2 separate regions of the Zea mays genome follow, and region 1 is linked to region 2. The links are chromatin contacts, called in public Hi-C maps. All regions are on one chromosome and are shown on one strand. Each heading gives the region's core, a stretch centred on a gene start, on an enhancer-like site or on the middle of the called end of the contact. The rest is flanking DNA. Distances are from core to core; before and after follow the strand shown.

The links. A called contact is a pair of places that touch in the nucleus more often than the background predicts.
Region 1: a Hi-C map of ear shows a contact between it and region 2, with 1.6 times the contacts expected there. The contact joins the promoter of IDP351 here to the promoter of LOC100217230 in region 2. A contact is called at or near these places in 2 of 25 Hi-C or Micro-C datasets (ear and leaf).

What each region holds. Positions count from the first base shown.
Region 1 is chr3:223,528,666-223,535,685 of Zm-B73-REFERENCE-NAM-5.0, reverse strand. It overlaps IDP351 (Seh1-like protein), which reads right to left and starts at 3,037. Exons shown (of 8, transcript NM_001157175.2): 1 at 2,640-3,037; 2 at 1,710-1,821. The coding sequence starts at 2,783.
Region 2 is chr3:223,359,155-223,365,950 of Zm-B73-REFERENCE-NAM-5.0, reverse strand. It overlaps LOC100217230, which reads left to right and starts at 1,578. Exons shown (of 3, transcript NM_001359565.1): 1 at 1,578-1,870; 2 at 3,525-3,592; 3 at 4,606-6,796. The coding sequence starts at 4,869.

The DNA.
Region 1 (7,020 bases), core at 1,788-4,287, 170 kb before region 2:
CCCACGATCTATGCAGACGTTACCACCGGGAGATGGCACCCCTTGCTCCGCCAGCGATGCCAAGGAAAAATTGGCAATCTACCAAAATGAGTTTGCCCCAACATCAGACAACAGCAAACCACACGTCTACATCGACCTGCTACAACATCCTATCCACCTAACCTTCAACAAAACACGACGCAGTTGGATGCTAGACAAGGCTCATCTACTCCTCGTCTCCAGCCACATAGGCAACCTCCAGCACTACTTCGAGTTCATCATCAACCGCACTTGCAATGGTATCATCTATGTGGAGATCACATTGGGCCATCTCATCATTAGCATCGAGGCGATGCCTTTGGAGGAGCTTTTCCCCTGGACGACATTAACGACTCAAAAACAATATTGTGTGAGCACGCGTTGTGCGGAGAAGGGGGGAGATATGTCACAGACCTACATAGCCGTGGCGGACCATGACAATGTTAGGCCTAAAACAGGCCAAAAGGGCCCGGCATGAACAATACGTGTGGGCACTGTGGTGTCATAGGTACTGTAGCGCGCCCACCCACTGCTGCTCCTCGATTCCCCTACGGCTAGGAGAATCTGGAATATATTTGAAGTTTGGATAAAAGTAGGTATATAGAATAGAGTTTTGTGTAGGAAATAAGATTGTGTTTTGTGTAGGAAATAGGATTGGTTTGCTAGGAAAGGAGAAATCCAAATCTATAAAGACTCCTCTAATTTGCTTTGAGTACGAGTCCTCTAGGGACTAAATATAGGAGCGATGTAACCTTTCAATCTTAAGCAGAGACAGAGCATCAACTCTCCCCTACCTCTCTCTCTCTCTCTTCTCAACCTTGGTCTCCTCTCTAGCCACTGCCACCTCCCACACCGCACGTAGGCACGTGCTGTCGTCCTGCCCACGCTGCCGCTCAAACCCTAGCCCCTGCGTCTCCAAAGCAGCAGCACCGCTTCCCCCCTGCCCTAGCCGTCACTGGCAGGAGCAAAAGCAGCCTCCTAGACAGCCTTCCCGGGAAGGACTGTGACACTGACTTCTCATAAAGGCACTTGTGCAAGCAAAGGATGATAAAGCCTCATATTTTTTAGCTTTAGAAAAAACTTGAAAGTGAGTGACTAAAAGACAAGGACAGAAATATCTGTTGGTGGTTTGTTCAAATATCGCAGAACTAAATTACTCCCTCCGTTCTTTTTTATTTGTCGCGGTTTAGTTCAACATAAACTAGCGGACGACAAATATTCGAGAACAGAGGTAGTACAATTTAGAGAAACACAAGATACAGACAGGACTTGAAGTAAAGGTCAGGTTCAGTATATCGTCCAATCCTATCCTAGTAAAATAGTCTTGTACTCTTGTTATTCATTCTACAAGAGAGGTTGTTAATTAGTCTATATATCCAAATATTCCATGGTAAAAGGTGCTTTCGTGGTCAAAATGAGTTCTCCAGGTAACCACCAGACCAGCAAGAAAAAAGAGAAATTTAAAAGATTGCTAAGTGATTCACATTTTTTCTGAGTCAATGCACACAAGGTACTGTTGAATATATTAATACACACCACCAAAAAAACGCAAAGCTCTCTGACATGAACATAAGGTACTGTTTAGTATTCCAATACATAAAAACTAGCAAAAGCATGTGAAATGAAAGTACAAGATAATTGCAGATACAGAACATCATAAACCAAACCTAAAAGGCATAGAAATAACTGACCAGCAGCAACCTCCTCCCACAAAGACAGTGTCCCATCAGCACAAACACAAGCTATAGCATCCCCATACTCTGGAGGAAGCCAGACGACATTCACAATGGCTTGCTCATGGGCCTGATCCAACACCAACCAGGTTATACACCAGAATACACCAGTTTGTACAATCAAAAGAACAACTGAGATTAACACAGTAAACATAGAAGGAACCGATTTTGGATAACAGTTTTCAAGTAGTCTTGTGTGCAATGCCCACAAGGCTGCATATCCATCATAATTTTCAGAGCAAGCACAAATTCAATGTCAGGAACTCGAATTATTGCCATGAGAGAATTATTACCATCCCACGGCACTGCTACTTAAGGACACTTACTAGTCTATGGCCCTGTTTGTTTCATCTTTTTTTAGCTTCTGGCCACGAGAAGCTGCTGTAGACTGCCAAACACCTAGTTTTTTAGCCCGTTTATATGAAAATCACTTCAGTCAAAATCGTCTAAAATCAACGTGAATACAGAATCGGCTGATTCGTTGTGATAGTAGGAATCCATCACTTTCTACATGCTAAACCCTATGAACTTATTTATCTTTCTCCGCATATAATCTTCACGATACTCAAATTCTCTCAATGGACAGATTCCCTCCGCACTCAGAAAACGCTTTGCTGAAAGAACAATATTTGTGAAATCTAGAGAGTGAATTTGGTAATTCGCCCCCACGCAATGTGCCCATGACAGTCCTGCCCATCATCGTACGCAAGTACTAGAATGTAATACTAGGCAGCAACAAGCTCTAAACACACACGGGGCAACAGAAGGCACTGTGCATGCGCTGGGGGCAGATGAACTCGAGCGAAAGCTACTGAGAACGGGGCAAGTCGTCTTCAGCCGGGGGGGAGGGGGTAGGGGAGAGACACGGAGGAGCGACGCGGAACTGACCTGCCACTTGAACGAGGGTGGCGGCTGGGAGTCATAGACGGAGACGGAGCCATCGACGGCGCCAGCGGCGAGGCGGCGGCCACAGTGGTTCCAGCCGCAGCACGCCGTCCCGGGACCCAGCTCCGCCACCTGCCGCTCCGTCATTCCGTCGCCTCTTGCCCTCTACGGCTCTACTAGTGACGTCGTGGCGGCGGCGAGTGTCTGCCTGAGTTGAGTTGGGTCGGGCTGCGGGCCCGGATTTGCGGCGTTTCGGGTGCGACCGTGCGAGTGAGCCCAGAAGGCTGTCGCTGTCATGCACTCAGGTCTGTTTGGCAAGGAATCCTAGCCCAAGCACTCAAAGTCCAACGCCTGAGATCTGTGCCAGGCCAGGCAACTTTGGCCGGCTTCAAACCAAACAAGCCATGCTATGAGATGAGGAGATATATATATATGGGCCTGTTTGGTTCGTGGCTAACTGTGCCACACTTTACCTAAGTTTAGTCGTCCGAATTGAAGAACTAACCTTAGGCAGAAAAAGTTAGGCAAATTATGGCAAGTTAGGCAGGAAACCAAACATGCCCATAATTTTTTTTCATCCTGAGAGGGTGTTCAGTTGTGGATAAGAAAGTTGAAAGTAGATAGATTCTAGAAAACTTCCTCTCTTTATTTCAAGGCTCCTTTGGATCAAAATAATTTTATAGGAAAAATAGGATTCTGATTTTCATAGAAATTACTATTGTAGCATCCTTTGGTTTGTAGGGTTGAGCCTTAGGAAATTTAGAGGAAAGAATCATTTGTCATTGTTTCGTATGCAAAATGCATGAAAACAAGCATCCAGTCATATCTTTTTTTTCCAATCCTTTGCCCCAACTAAACAACCTTCCACTCAAAATTATTTTTTCATTCCTCTGTTTTACACATGCATTCCTATATTGTTCCTACATTTTTTTCTATTCCTATGTTTTTCAATTCCTACTTTCCAGGTAGTGTAGATAGTTCTTAGAAGTTAGAGTTGAGTCCGAGCTTTGTCTCGGAAGTTCTAAATTTCTCTTGGGGTCTTTAGATATATCTTTTTTTTTTACCAATGACTATTAAATGAAATCTAGTTATCTTGTGTTCTAGTGTGAGCACTACCTTTGTTTTACTTTAAGTATTACATTCAAATATTACTTTATTTTACCTTTATTTCTTGGTTATTGTTGAGGTAGTATAGGAGCACTTTAACTAAGGCTTAGCATTGTGTTAGATTGTTGATTATCAAGTCTTATCTGGCTTGTTGATGTTATAAGCCACACCTAGTCATGGTTACTATGCTAGTTACCTCTGACCCTCTGATCCAGGAGGAGTTTCAATGTTTAAGCTCCACTTGAACACTGTCATAATGTATCATCCTATCCATGCAGCTATGGTTGGTAGCCCCTATGTGTGACACTGAGAGTGTGGTCTATGTATCACGACCTCGTTGTCAAATAGGCATGTAATTGATAGCTGGCTTCCCTTCGGTGTTCCACCTATCCGCCCCTAGGAACCTTGAAATCTACGGAATTTCGCTCGAAGCAAGTTCTTTCTTGTAATTGATCATCAATAAGCAAATCACGAATAATCCTTTACAGCATAGTAAAGGTATAATTTTGGCTCTTTGCGCCTAGTTGTCCGCCTAGGCAACCATATGGTCCCTTTCTATTTCTTCTGCATACACCTAGTTTGAATTACATTCACCCTCGTTTAATTACTAGTGAGTATATTTACCAACTTTACAGTTCAATTTAAGTTTCAGTTGGTTAGTTTGCCTCTAGCCTATAAGCTTCACTGTAGAAAATATGATACCTGAAATACTCACGGTGAATGGCTATAATCGGTCTTTGTGCACTTATGGAGTAAAATCCAATTGGCATTAGAACCGCCAGCAACAACCTCGCATATTGTAGTTGTGCCATGGTCACCGTAGCTTGTGTCACCTAACCATATCCATGTTTTTGACGGGGAAACTCCTACAACAGAGATTTATTACCAAAAAGAGAATTGTACACATATAACAAAGAAGAAAAAGGGTGGGAGGGGGGTTATGATACAAGTAGTCTAGAGAGTAGAAAGCCAAGAATGTACAATGACAGAAGAAAGGTGGTTCATTCTAAGCATATTTAGCTTAAGAGAGCTCAAAAAGTTTTCCCTCCAATAGTTGAAAGATGGAACATCTCCTCTGAAAATTGTCCCATTTCTTCCCTTCCAGATCTCCCAAACAGCCACATAGAAAACTTCCATGCAGAAAGCAGAGCCAAATGAATCATGGGCGACATGCAACATCTGAAAGGAGCTCTCCAAGTGATTCCAACTGATCCCGAGGAAATCCCTGCAGACTTTGTTGAAAGGACACTGAAAGGAAAGATGATAAGTTGTTTATTCACACTAAAGATGGCGCATGACACATCAATAGTCACCTCCCTCCACCGGATAGCTTATTCTCTTAAGCATATTTCTTGAGTTGAGCCTGTCCCTGAACAACCAAATGAAAATTTTGATTTTATTGCACACCTTGGATTTCCATATCCATTTGAAAAGGGGTGGGGGTAATGCCTTGAAAACTATATTTGTAGAATCTCCTAGTATGAAAAGAGTCATTTCCCCCTCCCCAATCAACCAGACATCATTCTCATTCATCTTGCTGGAAATTGGTTGTCGGTGTTTGGACCATGGGTACTTAACCAACTAGTAAATATGTTGCGTGGCCGAATCTAGATGGTGTGCGAGGAGACACAAGCAGTTATCCTGGTTCGGGCAACACAAGGCCCTACTTTTAGCAGAGGGGATGAGACTTATATTACTCGCACTGTGGTGCCTGTAGTAGGGGTTTACAAGCACAGCGGGAGAGGGGAAGTCCCCAAGTCCCTAGAGATGATTGAGGCAAGTGCCAATAACTGAGACAAAGTGAAGGAGTGAGCGTTCGTCTGTGTATATGTTGATCCCCTCCCTTGGAAGGACCACTACCTTATTTATACACGAAGGGGAGTGTCCGTAGTGAAGCCGAGTGTTGCATGAGGAGGTGAGATGCCCTGGCGTCTACAAGTTGACGTGACGGTGAACTGTGTTGTTGATTCGTGCCTGCTGATTTCCCGTAGGGAGCCGAGGCAGAGATCGAGAGGTTGTCCGTACGCCCGAGGGAGAGGTTGCCCATGTTGTAGTTGTTGTAACAGCGTCGGGGTATGGGACAAAAGGTTGCTTATAGGGTGTGTCATCGTCCTAGCGCGTGATGACGTCGAGATTCCCTATTGCACTCGTCGAGATCAGAGCCCCTGCTTGGTTGAGGCGGAAGTCTTCCCTAGGTGTTAGCCGAGTCGTCCCTTGACGTGCGCTACAGCTGGGTGGAGTGACCGTCTACGGGATTCATGGCATAGTTGGTGGCCGAGGCTGAGCTCGGGCGAGGCGGAGAATTCGCTCGAGGACCGAACTTGACGTCGGATGAAGCGGGGAAATTGCCCGAAGGCTGGACCCCGTGTTGGGCGAGGCGGAGAGGTTGTGCCCGCGGGCTAGATCCTGCTTCGGGCGAGGTGGAGAGGTTGCACCCGAAGGCCAGTCCGCTCGGCTTGTCGTATTTGGCGTCCCATCGGAGGGTGTCAGGCGGCGTGCGCGCACTGTTGTGTAGACGTAATCATGTTGTTGTGCCAGATGTGATCGTTGTCTTGTCCATCACTTTGCTCCGCTGCCACAGCGTGGGTGGGCACATGCGTTAAATGTGCATGTCCCCTGCCTGTTTTCGGGCGCCTTGTCTTATCTGCCTGAGGCTGGCTTGGACAGACTGAGCGACGGTGACCTCAGTCGAGGTGGGGTGAGCGGCGACGACCTCGGACGAGGCAGAGCTCTACTTGAGGTGGGAGACTCTCGGGCCGGAGATGTCTCGATTTTTATAGGTGGCTCGGTTGTCACCCCTCAGGAGTTTAGTCCTTATTTATCTGAGTGCGTTTGTTAGGGGGATAATTGGGGTGTCCCTAATTATTGCCCCCGACATTGGCTAAACTTTATTCTAAAACATGATATATTCTTCAATTGCCTCCACCGAGAGAGGTGTGCGAAACACTTCATGAACATCTGGATTTGCAAGATATTATTGAAGAGTGCGGCTCTGATTTTGGGCGTAGGAAAAAAAGTATGGGAAACTCAGTAGACATGTGACAGTTGTTCCAAACATCCTTCCACAGAAGGAAGGTTCTTCCATCCACCATATCCATGTATTGGCCACATCTAGCCCATGTTAGTCAGCCACAGCCATACCATGGTTACACCTAGCCCAACTCAATCAATTACATTTGGATCTAGCCACCGTGATGTTTGAAAGTCGCCTAGAGGAGGGATGAATAAGAAAAACCTAAAATTTTAACTCAAACAACAAAACTTGATCCGAGAATTA
Region 2 (6,796 bases), core at 329-2,828:
TAACCACGTCTAGCACCGAACCACAACACGGGCCTCGGTTCGCTTCACACTCATGACCTACGAACCCCTCGGACCGCATAGCGCTCATGACCTTTGAGCCCCCCGGACTGTGGCACATTTATGATTCGCGCGCCCCTCGGCCTATGGTGCACTCATGGCCTATTGGACTAGGCCAAAGTGCGTAGACCTCTAGCAGGGCGCAACACGACGGGTCGCGCCGAGCCTCAGGCTACAAAGGCCAGGGGTCGACGTAGCCTAAATGATGGCGCTTGGGACCCTCGCAGCCCCGCGCCATCCGCTACGGTAAATACGAGACTAGCTAGGCGATCCCGGGCACCACGAGTACATGTGGCTTTACCCTAGGTAGAACATTAGATCTAACATTGCCTTATGACTCCTTCGCAAGGAAGCCACCGCCGACCGACCCCTCTCACTGCCTATAAAACGCCTATAAAACGGAGGGTTGGCCTCTAGGCAAGGTGACGCTTCCAAAGGTAGCCAGATGACATTTTCAGATAGAGCCGAGCTCACCCGGACACGCACCCATAAGGACGAACCCCATACGAACAGGAGAAGGAGGAGCGCCGACGAGGACCAAGAGACCGGAGCTCCGCCACCAAACCAAGACTTAGTTAGGACTCCATTATGTAGCTTCTAAACTTCACATCCACCTAGATAATGAGACTTGGGAGCCTCTCCTCCCTCTCTCGCCCGCTTGTAAACCCCTACTACAAGTTTTCATCGTCAATGGTGCCGATAGCGTAAGCTATCGATGTCTGGAAGTAGGAATGTTCTACTCGAACCAGTATAAATCTTGCCCAACGTGCACACTCTCCGGAGCCCAGGATGCGTAATTGTCAGAGCGAGGTTCGAAATACGGACAACTGTGGGTTGTAAGGATCTTTATAGCCACCTCTTAGTCTATATGTGTAGTAGTTAGCTCTTCACTATTAATGTATGCCTCATTTGTCTGTCTTGCAGAATATTTTGGTATTTATGTTTAAGCTAGCTGTAAATTTATAGCTCGTTTCTCTCCTCCATTTTAACTTTCAATTGGCTTACAAATTATATACTACCATATAGCACATGCTAACGTTATGATCCCGGAGAAGGGTGAGTTTAATGATGACAGTAGCGCCGCGACGCGAGTGAGGGGAGGGGAAGGGAGACGCTCGAGGTGGCGGGATCAAGAGAGAGGTGAGACATGATACAAATAATATTGTCGTTGGATTTGAGTAAGGGAGAGGGAGTTAGCCACCGTTGTTTTTTATGGTGTATTAAATATTGTTGTAATTTGTTTGGTAGATAAATTTAGTTAATATTATGAGTGTGTAGATGATTTAGTTGGATAAATTTTACAGGTATTAAATTGATGCATTATATACTAAATCCATCCAGGTTAATGTCAGTATACAGACGATCGACGGTTGCATCTGGACGACAGGTGGCAACCCGATGCATGTGCAGTGTGCAGATACATCGCCTTTTCCCCCCCTTTGGCGTCCAGCGTCCTACACTACCGATAAAAGTGTACTAGGTGGGCAGCGGCGGGCGGTGTGTCCGCGTGTGGTGGTGGCCTCAGCGATTTTGCTGCCCCCCATCTCCTTTTTTTAGCACATCGCTTGCGTTCTCTCTCTGGTTTCCTCCTCTGCTCTGCGCTCCGCTTCCCACCGCTCCTCCCCTGCCGTCTCTCCTACCACAAAGCCGTGGCCCGTGGGCGCTGTTCGCGGCGGCGACGGGTCTCTCATCTCCTCTACCCTCTCTCGCGCGCAACGGCCTAAAAAAACCCTAGCGACTCGGTCGGCGCTCGACTTGGATCGTGCCGGGGGGCTAGGGGCAGGGGCAGCTCTCTTCTCTCGTCGTCGTCCAGGTGCGTCGGCTGTCCAATTCCCTCTCGTGTTGTTCGTGCCCTGTCAGCGCTGTTGACGCGTGTCTTCTCTGGGTCGCCGTTGAGGTGCTGGGTCGGCGCGGTTTAGGAGTTTGCGGTCGGTTGTGCCTGGCCTCGACTCTGCGTGCGTGCGTGCGTGCGTGCATAGCTCGTTTCGTTTGGGATCCTTTCTTCCGGTTCTTGTTTGATTCGTGGAATTACTTTCGCTCGCCGTCTGTTCCTCGCCGCAAGGGCGAGGTGAGCCTTTTGTTTTCAGCCTTTTCATCGTGTGATCTGTGATGGACGAACTCGTACAACTCTTCTTGGTTCGATTGGCCATACAATAAAAAGGTGGGATTCTATTCTAGCATGCCACCTCCTCCCTGCCGCGTGACGCGATCTTATTTATTGCCCCTTCTGTGTAAAGTCTGTTCTGGGTGGCCAATTTGGCGACACGAGGTCTCACGATCCAATCTGTTGGCCTGCTCCTTTTCTAGTCGTCGATTAGTTTACAGATTGCTTGCTCCGGTACAGGACGGACGCGTTAACCCATTTGATTTCGTCGGCTTTTACCGTTTTACGTCACATTCGTCTCTCTTCGCTTGGTCGCATTTGTTAACTGGTTGATGAAATTCGAGGGCCTCTTTTTTCGAACGGTTTTGAGGACCCTTATTTTTCGAACGGCGATCTTAATGCCTTTTCAGGTTTTTACTCCGTCATTTTGTCGAGTGTTCCTCGTTCGCTCGGTTACTAATTTGCTTTACGTAATGTTATATTTCTGCCGTAGCACAGTGACAATACTATCGGCCGGTACTCCTGCTGGCCAGGCCTAGATTGGATAACAACGTGAGCATTTTGTATCTGTACATTCCATTTTTACTGGAAATCTGATATTTTAGTCAAATGGGCATATACGTTCAGTACTGTTTTTCTCATAAATCTTACTGTAAATCTGTATTTATCTTGTGCTACTACAGTCTAGAGTATGTTTTTTAAGCTAGGAAGTTTAGCGGAGTTGCTTAATTTTCGTGGATAATCCACTGGTTAGTACCTGATTAATTGACATCGTCTGAATTATTACGCAATTCTTAGTTTTCTTTAGCGAGTTTGATATATAGTCTTTGCGATGCCATTTTTTTGCAACTTGTCATGTATCATATATTTTAACCAACAAAATGTTCTAGACACAAGAGGAACATATAATCATACCCAAGCTAGCAGCATATAATGCTAAGGTGTAGTGTGTTAAATTGTTTCGAGGGCATATTTTTCTGTTTCTGTAGAAACAAGGGTACTTGAGTGGAAAAGAACTTAATGTATGTATCAGATTGAAAATAAAAAAAAGTTGATCAAGTAGAACAAAATGGGTCTGGTATTCTAGTGCTTAGCTGTGGTTGGTATTCAAAGTTTATTAGCTTACATATTTTCTTCTGTGTTGGGCTATTTCCTCTATGCTGTGTGTCACAACTCACAAGGCTAGTAAGTTAGCCAATTTGACACTTTTTGTTTACTACTAATACATGATTGAGAAAAGTTTGATGCTTAATATGATTTAATTCTCTATCTGATAATTGGAATCTTATAAAGACTGCTATGCTTTTTGCAGTGCTTAATATAATCCAATTCTCTATCTGATAATCGGACTCTGTTTCTGCAGGACATTGTTGATAACTTGATACTGGATTTTCTTCCTTCTCGAACCTGTAGAGGGCTCTGCTTTATTTGGTATCATTCATAATCTTTGATACCTTTAATTACTTAGTCCTAATTAATAGCCTATATGTTTTACCACTGCTCATTATTAGGTGTATTATTTCTTATTATACATGAACCTGAAGTATGGGCTAAAATTTCCCTCAGACAAAAAAAGGTGGTGTTTGCCAAGAGCCCAAGACCCTTGTCCTTAACCTAGAATATAGCTACAAACTTGAATTTTACTTGTTCATCTACAAGCGTTGCACGAAAGTGGTACCGTTATACTTGCAAAGTTGTTAGAAAAATGCTTCCATTACACTGATGTATAATATTTTGGCAATATGACCGTTAGAGTTAACCATACAGGCTGCAATGTCCAAATCTATTCATCCTGATTGGCTGCACCTGTAGCTGTTGGAGCAGAGAACCAAACTGTTTGTCCCTGTGGAGTGCACTGCATGCGTGTAGCAGCAGCAACTGCAGCTACAACAGAATATGCACAGCTGATCAGGCCCACTGGGTTTATCATGATATGGAGCATACTCTTATGTTTATTAGCACTAGTTTTGTTTTTGGGAGGAAGCTAGAGTATAGATCACTTGGTTGAGGGTGCGGCTGGACACTTAGGCCAGATTAATTTGGGTACCTATTGTCTTATATAACGACCCAGTTCCTCTTCCTCCTAGGCTGGTCTACCTTTTTTAGTTTTTGTTTTTTTAATAATCAAAGGTTTACTATGTTTTTAGAAAATTCCAAAGGTTCTATATAGGTAAGGTCTATGTTTGGATTTTAGTGGGCAGTAGATTTGAGTATATGACTGCTTATTGAACTATAATTGTGAGGTATCATTCTAGGATATATCAATCTTGACAGAGACCCACAATTTTAAATTTTACTAGATTCTTGCACTGTTTGGGTGCTGGTCTCGTTTACCTTTATTATTTTATTCTATGATGTTAACTGGCTAGTTGGAGACCTCTTTCTAGTCCTCTTGTTTCATGATCATAGTAATTGTGACTGACTGAATTTTGCTTGACCAGCAGATTAGACCTTATATGGTTTGAGTGCCACAACTGAAACTTTGCACCTAAAACCCGAGGCCAAGTTCACTACTTTATTATATCCTTCCATACACAGAAAGTGGAGAGACATGGATCGTGATGATATAGCTGGTTTCGTCAGTGGAGGTTGCTATGAGTCCTGAATTTCTAACCCAGTATATATAACAGAGTTATGATATCCAGAAGGCAGACAATTGTTTCTTTTCGTTTTCTAGTTGGTTTGCATTTGATGTTTCATAATTGGAATGGATACAACTACTCAAGGCCTTGAGTTTGGTGGTGGTATCAACTCTCCGAAGCCATATTGCTATTGGAGCACAACTCAAGACACTACTGTGCACAAAGATAGTACACCAGAGGCATATTCCACCTTTTCTATTTCCAACTCAAAAGCGTCAAAAAGGAAGCAAGGTGCCATGTCTGGAGCAAAAGGTGGAAACCCTTTACTCACTTTGGGTCTAGGCTGCTCACCAAGTTCATCTTATAACAGCAAGCTAAGTTCTGGCACTGCTTGCATAACATCATCATCTTTATTAAAGGAGATTGATGAAGAGTCTTCAATAGATCTTGGCCTTAACCTTGGGTTGTATATTGGAAATGATATTGGACACTGCCAACAGAAATCCCATGCTGGTTTTGAAAATGTGCTCTCGACAAACTCTCCTAAACTGGATCTTCAGTTGAGTTTGTCTACCAGTTCGCCTGAATCAGTTGTCATTGATGCAAATAGGTCACCAGATGGCTTGGCGATGCCGATGGCCAATTCACCACTCGCCATTGTAGAAGAAGGATCAGTACCACATAGTTGGGTTTTCGAGCATTCAATTGTTTCATCATCACATGCTTCTAAGGCAACGCATGGCTTTCCATTATCAAAGAAAACCAATGGAGGCAATGCCTCTGTGCCTTCTCATGTCATGTCATCAACTATGTTTACAAGTGTGAAAGGTCCAGTTGCCTCTGCTTCTGAGACAACTAACTCCCAACAACGCAACAGTAACGCTAAAAGCTGTCAGTTTCCAGGATGTGTGAAAGGAGCAAGAGGGGCATCAGGGCGTTGCATAGCACATGGCGGCGGTAGGCGTTGCCAGAAACCTGGTTGTGAGAAGGGCGCTGAAGGGAGGACAATCTATTGCAAGGCCCATGGTGGAGGCAGGAGATGTCAATTTCTCGGGTGTACAAAGAGTGCTGAAGGGCGCACAGACCACTGCATAGCTCATGGTGGTGGCCGCCGCTGCAGCCATGAAGGTTGCTCCCGAGCTGCTCGTGGAAAATCTGGCCTGTGTATCAAGCATGGTGGTGGCAAAAGGTGTCAGAAGGAGAACTGTACCAAAAGTGCAGAAGGCCATTCTGGACTCTGCATTGCCCATGGTGGTGGAAGGCGGTGCCAGTTTCCAGACTGCACAAAGGGTGCTCAGGGAAGCACAAAGTTCTGCAAGGCACATGGTGGAGGAAAGCGCTGCACATTCGTCGGATGCACCAGAGGGGCTGAAGGCAGCACTTCATTTTGTAAGGGCCATGGTGGAGGCAAGCGCTGTGCCTTTCAGGGCGGTGGCGTGTGCCCAAAGAGCGTGCATGGTGGCACTCAGTATTGTGTTGCACATGGTGGTGGGAAAAGGTGTGCTAGCTTTGGTTGCACTAAGAGTGCTAGAGGGCGCACAGAGTATTGTGTGCGCCATGGAGGTGGCAAGAGGTGCAAGTTCGAGAGCTGCACCAAGAGTGCGCAGGGGAGCACTGATTTCTGTAAGGCTCATGGGGGAGGTACACGATGCCTGTGGGGCCAGGCGGACACAAGCTTTGGTGCTGGTGCACAGCAATGCGATAAATTTGTTCGGAGCAAGACCGGTCTCTGCTCAGCTCATAGTGCTTTGATCCAGGACCACTGTGTTCATGGCGGTGGTACATTAGGTTCCGCTATCTACCAGTCTGTGCATGTCAAACCGACTGAGATGATCAATGGTGATAAAACTTTACTGGATCCGGCTATCCCTGTTACAAACAGTGGTGTTCATCCTCCTGTCCTAGCTCAGTCTATGATCGATCCGCTGCCAGAGGGCAGAGTTCATGGTGGTGGCCTGTTGGCTTTACTTTCGCGGGGCGGAAGCAGAACAAGCGCTGGTGGCTCAGAATTGTGCTTCGGGCAAGATCGTGTGGATCTGAGGCTATCAGGATC